Linked DNA regions of Mus musculus: region 2 is linked to region 1. Evidence: chromatin contacts called from public HiChIP or PLAC-seq data. All regions are on one chromosome and are shown on one strand. The core of a region is the stretch at or near the end of the contact, and the rest is flanking DNA. Distances in the headings are between cores, read along the strand shown. Region 1 overlaps Atf1 (activating transcription factor 1). Region 2 has its middle 11 kb from the start of I730030J21Rik.

Region 1 (2,797 bases), core at 119-2,618:
CTAGTGAACCATTCCCTAATGAATAAAGGAATCAATCACTGGGTGAGAAGGCGGGACTTCCGGGTTGGACGTAGGAAAAGAGTTAGGGTCATTTTGGACAGGAATATCTTAAGGACAAGATGTAGCTGCTTAGTGTCTCCTGGTTTCAACAGTGGATCTGCCAGGATTCGCCACAGGAGGATTTAGATTTTATATGGCTTGCAAGATTAGGATTCTAGTTGTTGCGCCCAGAGATTGGGTTACCATTGTTTCTGAACTAAGTCTGTGTGGCAGTTTCCTTCACCAGGCGGGTCGACTAGGTTCGAGAGAGAAAAGTACAGAGGTTAAGAGTGGGTTTGCCAGATGTGCACCACAAAGGCCATGGGGGATTTGAAGCATGGAGCTGGTGTGGTAGCGACCGCCCGTGGGAACTTAGGGAGCTGGATGGTGGAGAGATTTGGAACTTAGGGAGCTGGATGGTGGAGAGATTTGGAACTTAGGGAGCTGGATGGTGGAGAGATTTGGAACTTAGGGAGCTGGTGGAGAGATTTGGGGCTCCGAGTCAGAGAGTATTTGAGACGAGAACATCCTGCTGGAGCCACGTGGCCACCAGCCAGCAACTCACTGGTCTTTTTATATTTCCCAACACAACTTTGTGGGTTCTTCTCTCTTCCACCCCCTCAACCTCCTAACACTGATAGGATAGAAAGAAAAAGTGATCCCAGAAAAAAGACAGCAAAGGTAACATTATAGACTACTTCCTGATGAGAGGCATCCATCCATTGGTTCCTGGGGCAAGTTCAATCTTTGCCACCAGAATATCTCATTTCTTCTTGTTTTATCTTCACACGTGAACTACGCATCAAACTGCAACCAGGAATGACAGCAACCACCAACCAACAAGCCTCCACCTCTGGGGCCCTAGCATTTATATACCCTCTGAAAAGTTCCCAGAATTCCAAATGTCACACAACTGAAGAAACTATCTGCAGCCAGCAAATCATAGGCAGCTGCTATGGGCAATCGGCAGGAGCCCCACATCCCATACCTGAGATTAAAACAAAAGCACATTCTTATTTCTGTGTTTTTTAAAGAAACTACAATTCTCACTAGAGACTTCCTCTCTCTCCATCTGATGACCCAGAGTTCCTGGACCAGGCAGAGCTGTCCTCCTTCCTGCGCTCACCTCGGAGTGTGCGGTTCAGGTGAAACAGCTCCTCTGCATCAGCCTCTGCCTGGCCCAGATTTACAAGATCAAGTCAGTGTTGCCTTGATTCACACCTAGCAGTTCTTTCGTAGATCTTCTACAGAACCCTGACACCGACCGCCCGAGACCTTAGTACACTGCTCACTCACATCCTGAGTCATCATCATTCTGAGTCTTCTTACCACACTCGGCTCTAGGATTGGTCAATTCTACCATGACACTGTCACGAGCTCACTCACTGCACACACCCTTACTCCTATCCAAAGGAAATCAGACCATTCCAAAGCTTTTTATCAATCAACTGTACTACATACAGATCCCCACTCACTGAGCAAGTAATTACTGGCATTTACTAAGGGACAGTTACCCTACCCTACCAGGACATGGCATCACAGAAAATAACACATGGCCATGCCTTTGAATAAAATGGAATGCTATGGGGCTCAAAGATAGCTCAATGGCTATTGTTGCAGCAGATAACTCAGGTTCTCAGCATACACACACACACACACACACACACACACACACACACGGCAGCTTACAACCACCTGTAACTCCAGTTGCAGGGGATCTAAGACCTTCTTCTAGCCCCTGGAACACACATGACACACACAAACTCATGCAGGCAAACACACGTGCATAATGATCAGAGGCTTCAGTGCATACAGAAGGACACAAGGGCCTAGAGCTCTGCGTTTACATTTCTATACCAGCAGGGCATGGGGACTCAGCAGGGCATGGGGACCCAGCAGGGCATGGGGACTCAGGCTTTCAATCCCAGCACTCAGGGAAGAGAGGCAGGCAGATCTCTGTGAGTTCTAGGACAGCAGGGGTTTCACAGAAAGACCCTGTCTCAACATTAAAACTAAAGTCTAAACTCCTCAGCTTAATCTGGTTGCAACTTCTCTAAGACCTGCCTCCTCACCTAACTGCCTATGACTGCTTTATATTTTCTCAGAACTCTGTGAACACACTGAAAACAAAGTACTGACCTGTAGGATGGGCGCCGGGCCAGGATCCCGTGAGCTTTCTGTGAGGAGCCTATGCTGTCAGATGAGTCCTGAGACTCCTCACTTTCTGATAACGATGACACCTAAAAATCAGAACTCATTTTAGTACACTGAAGAATCCAGTTTTCACTTTTATAGGAATGATCTGTCTTCCATCACCTGCTCTCTTGTATGTTACTTCTGAGGTTCAAAATGAAAAGGAAAGGAGAGCATCTAAAGAGACACAAACAAACAAACAAACCGGGTGTGCTGGCACACTGTTAATCCCAGCACTGTGGACAAAGAGGCAGGCAGATCTGAGTTTGAAGCCATCCTGGTCTACAAAGTCAATTCCAGGGCAGAAAAACTCTTTCTCAAAAAAAAAAAAAAAAAACAACCAAAAAGCATATACAATACAGCAGACCAGAGCAAACAATAAAGCTTATATGTCAAATAAAATGGTATTACTTGGAGGCTGGAGAGATGGCTTAGCAGTTAAGAGCACTGGCTACTCTTCTAGAGGTTCAGAGTTCAATTTTCAACACCACTTGGTAGCTCACAACCATGTGTACGTAATGGGATCCCTCTTCTGACCTGCAGATGATGTAGACGGAGCAGCCAT
Region 2 (2,944 bases), core at 55-2,554, 500 kb before region 1:
GGTCATCTGGGCTACAGCAACTGAGGCCGTCTGTGAGGCTGGGTCACCTGGGCTGCAGCAACTGAGGCCATCTGTGAGGCTGGGTCACCTGGGCTGCAGCAACTGAGGCCGGGTCACCTGGGCTACAGCAACTGAGGCCATCTGTGAGGCTGGGTCATCTGGGCTACAGCAACTGAGGCCGCCTGTGAGGCCGGGTCACCTGGGCTACAGCAACTGAGGCCATCTGTGAGGCTGGGTCACCTGGGCTACAGCAACTGAGGCCGTCTGTGAGGCTGGGTCACCTGGGCTGCTTACTTTGTCTTCTTTGGTATCTGGTCTTTTTGCTCTGAAAAAAAAAATAAGATAGTATACATTTCTTTTTTCTTTTTATTTTTTTAAGATTTATTTATTTATTTTTATGTATATGAGTACACCACTGCTCTCTTCAGACACACCAAAAGAGGGCATCAGATCCCATTACAGATGGCCGTGAGCCACCCTATGGTTGCTGGGATTTGAGCTCAGGACCTCTGGAAGAGTATTCAGTGCTCTTAACCGCTGAGCCATCTTTCCAGCCCATACGTTTCTGTATTAACACATTTACAGAATGTGTGGGGTGCACAATTCAGCTAAAGATGATTCTCTATGGCAGGGCAGTGGTGGCGCACACCTTTAATCCCAGCACTTGGGAGGCAGAGGCAGGCAGATTTCTGAGTTTGAAGCCAGCCTGGTCTACAGAGTGAGTTCCAGGACAGTCAGGGCTACACAGAGAAACCCTGCCTCGAAAAAACAAATCAGGGGGTGGGGGTGGGGGTGGGGGAGATGGTTCTCTATGTTTGAGCAGCTGTAAGGTACTATGAACTTGTAAGCCTATTTGGACTGCCTAACTGAGCTGTAATTATAGATCTTCATCTATACCATATGAGAGGTTGGAATATAATAAGTCATGAGGACTCTGTAGCCAACAAGATGTATTGGCTTTGCAGAGAGGTCTTCCTTGGTCAAATCTAATTTTTGTGGATTTTGATAGTGTCTTAGGGTGTCCATTGCTGTGAAGAGACACCATGAACATGGCAACTCTTGTAAAGGACAACGTTTCATTGGGGCTGGCTTACAGTTTCAGAGGTTCAGTCCATTATCATCATGGCGGGAAACATGGCAGCATCCAGACAGACACAGTGCTGGAGAAGGAACCGAGAGTTCTGAATCTGGATGCAAGGGCAGCCAGGAGAATGCCTTTCGAGGGCAGCCTGGAAGAGGGTCAGGATCACACTGGTCAGACTTAAGCACATATGAAGCCTCAAAGCCCCATCTCCACAATGACACACTTCCTCTAACAAGGCTACACTTCCTCTAATAAGGCCACACCTCATAATTAGTGTCATTTACCATGGACCAGGCATTTTCAAACCACCACAGATGGTAGCCATACTTTTTTCATTCCTTGTAGACACTAACTGCATACCCATCCCAAAACCACTGCAGGCTCCGACGCTGACGTCAGCACATCAGTATATAAGTTGCTCTAATTCCACATTTTTTTTGTTTATGTTTTTTAATAAGCCAGTGTCTCTTGGCTGCCGTTGTTTCTTTTTTATCAACATTAAGAAAATTTAACATGAACAGATCCCTATTTAGTCTTCCTTTTTGTTTATTAAGCATATCTTTTTTTAAAAGATTTATTTATTTATTATATGTAAGTACACTGTAGCTGATTTCAGACACTCCAGAAGAGGGTGTCAGATCTCATTACGGATGGTTGTGAGCCACCATGTGGTTGCTGGGATTTGAACTCAGGGCCTCTAGAAGAGTAGTCCAATGCTCTTAACCACTGAGCCATCTCTCCAGCCCCCAAGCATATCTTTTAAAGTGCAATTAGATCTTCCTATAGCTGCTTGTCCTGTGGGAATGTGTGGTATACCCATAATGTGCTTTATATTATACTATGTAAAGAGTTACTTCATCTTCCTGGAGGCATATATATGCAGCGACATTGTCAGTCGTGATTTGTGCATGAATTCCTATAAGACACATCACTTCCAGTAAATGTGTAATTACAGCATCAGCCTTCTCAGAACTCAAAGCAGTTGCCCACTGAAACCTTGAATATGTAACAATGGTATGAGTATATAGTTTTCTTAAATTCTGCCCAATGAAACACATCCATCTGCCAGATTCTTTTGATACCCCTTGGATTACTGCAGTGGGTAATAGAGTTTTGGTTATACAGAGAACAAATAGAACATTTTCTTACGATTTCCTTGCCTTGTTGCCAAGTAATAGAAAAATTTTTTTCTTTAAAACTTTACTGTTAATATGGTGGTGGGGGGGGTTCATGAAATTTTGAGGCTTCTAACACATTTCCTGTTAATAATTGGTCAATAATTGCCTTATTTCCTTATGCCAGTGGACCTGGAAAACCTGTGTGAGATGTGTAATTTATAATGGATAGTTTCTATTTCTTACTACCTGTTGCAGTTGCATAAATAACAAGATTAATTCTCAATTATCGGGAATAAATTCAACAGTTTCTATGTACAAAACAACTCCTTATGCATATGGAGAGTCAGTGATTATATTAAGAGATTCAGGAAAATCTAATAATTCCATAAGAGTTGCATATAACTGGTTTTTGAACTGAAGTATATGGGCTTTGAATTATTTGGCTCATTTTGTCTCACTACCATTCCCAGCTTATTTGCATCAGTGTAGAATATAGGTGCTTCAGGAATTGGTGTTTCCTTTACAGTAGGTGGGAGAATCCAATTATTTTTTAATAAACAGCAAATGCTTGTTTTTATGATACTTGATGTTAATTTCTCCCAAGTACTTACTACAAGCTCTTTGCCAATTTTCATTAACCCATAATGACATCATCTCAGCATTAGTAAGAGGTACTACAATTTAGGCTGGGTCTGTTCCTGAAAATTGACTTAATCTTATTCTACCATTTACAATGAATTCA

What was found. HiChIP or PLAC-seq counts read pairs in DNA pulled down with a chosen protein or histone mark.
Region 2: an H3K4me3 HiChIP or PLAC-seq map of bone marrow-derived macrophages shows a contact between it and region 1, with 4 times the contacts expected there. The contact joins two enhancer-like sites. A contact is called at or near these places in 1 of 484 Hi-C or Micro-C datasets (cortical neurons) and 1 of 115 datasets of contacts at active chromatin or transcription factors (bone marrow-derived macrophages).

What each region holds. Positions count from the first base shown.
Region 1 is chr15:100,244,727-100,247,523 of GRCm38.p6, reverse strand. It overlaps Atf1 (activating transcription factor 1), which reads right to left. Exons shown (of 7, transcript NM_007497.3): 3 at 2,179-2,279. Among named protein-coding and RNA genes, the nearest start is that of Atf1, 18 kb to the right of the region's middle. Within about 2 kb of position 1,368, at least 46 of the 459 cell types and tissues checked have an H3K27ac peak or open chromatin away from gene starts, as enhancers often do. A contact at or near this core is called in bone marrow-derived macrophages, where this site is marked.
Region 2 is chr15:100,741,806-100,744,749 of GRCm38.p6, reverse strand. No RefSeq gene overlaps it. Among named protein-coding and RNA genes, the nearest start is that of I730030J21Rik, 11 kb to the right of the region's middle. Within about 2 kb of position 1,304, at least 7 of the 459 cell types and tissues checked have an H3K27ac peak or open chromatin away from gene starts, as enhancers often do. A contact at or near this core is called in bone marrow-derived macrophages, where this site is marked.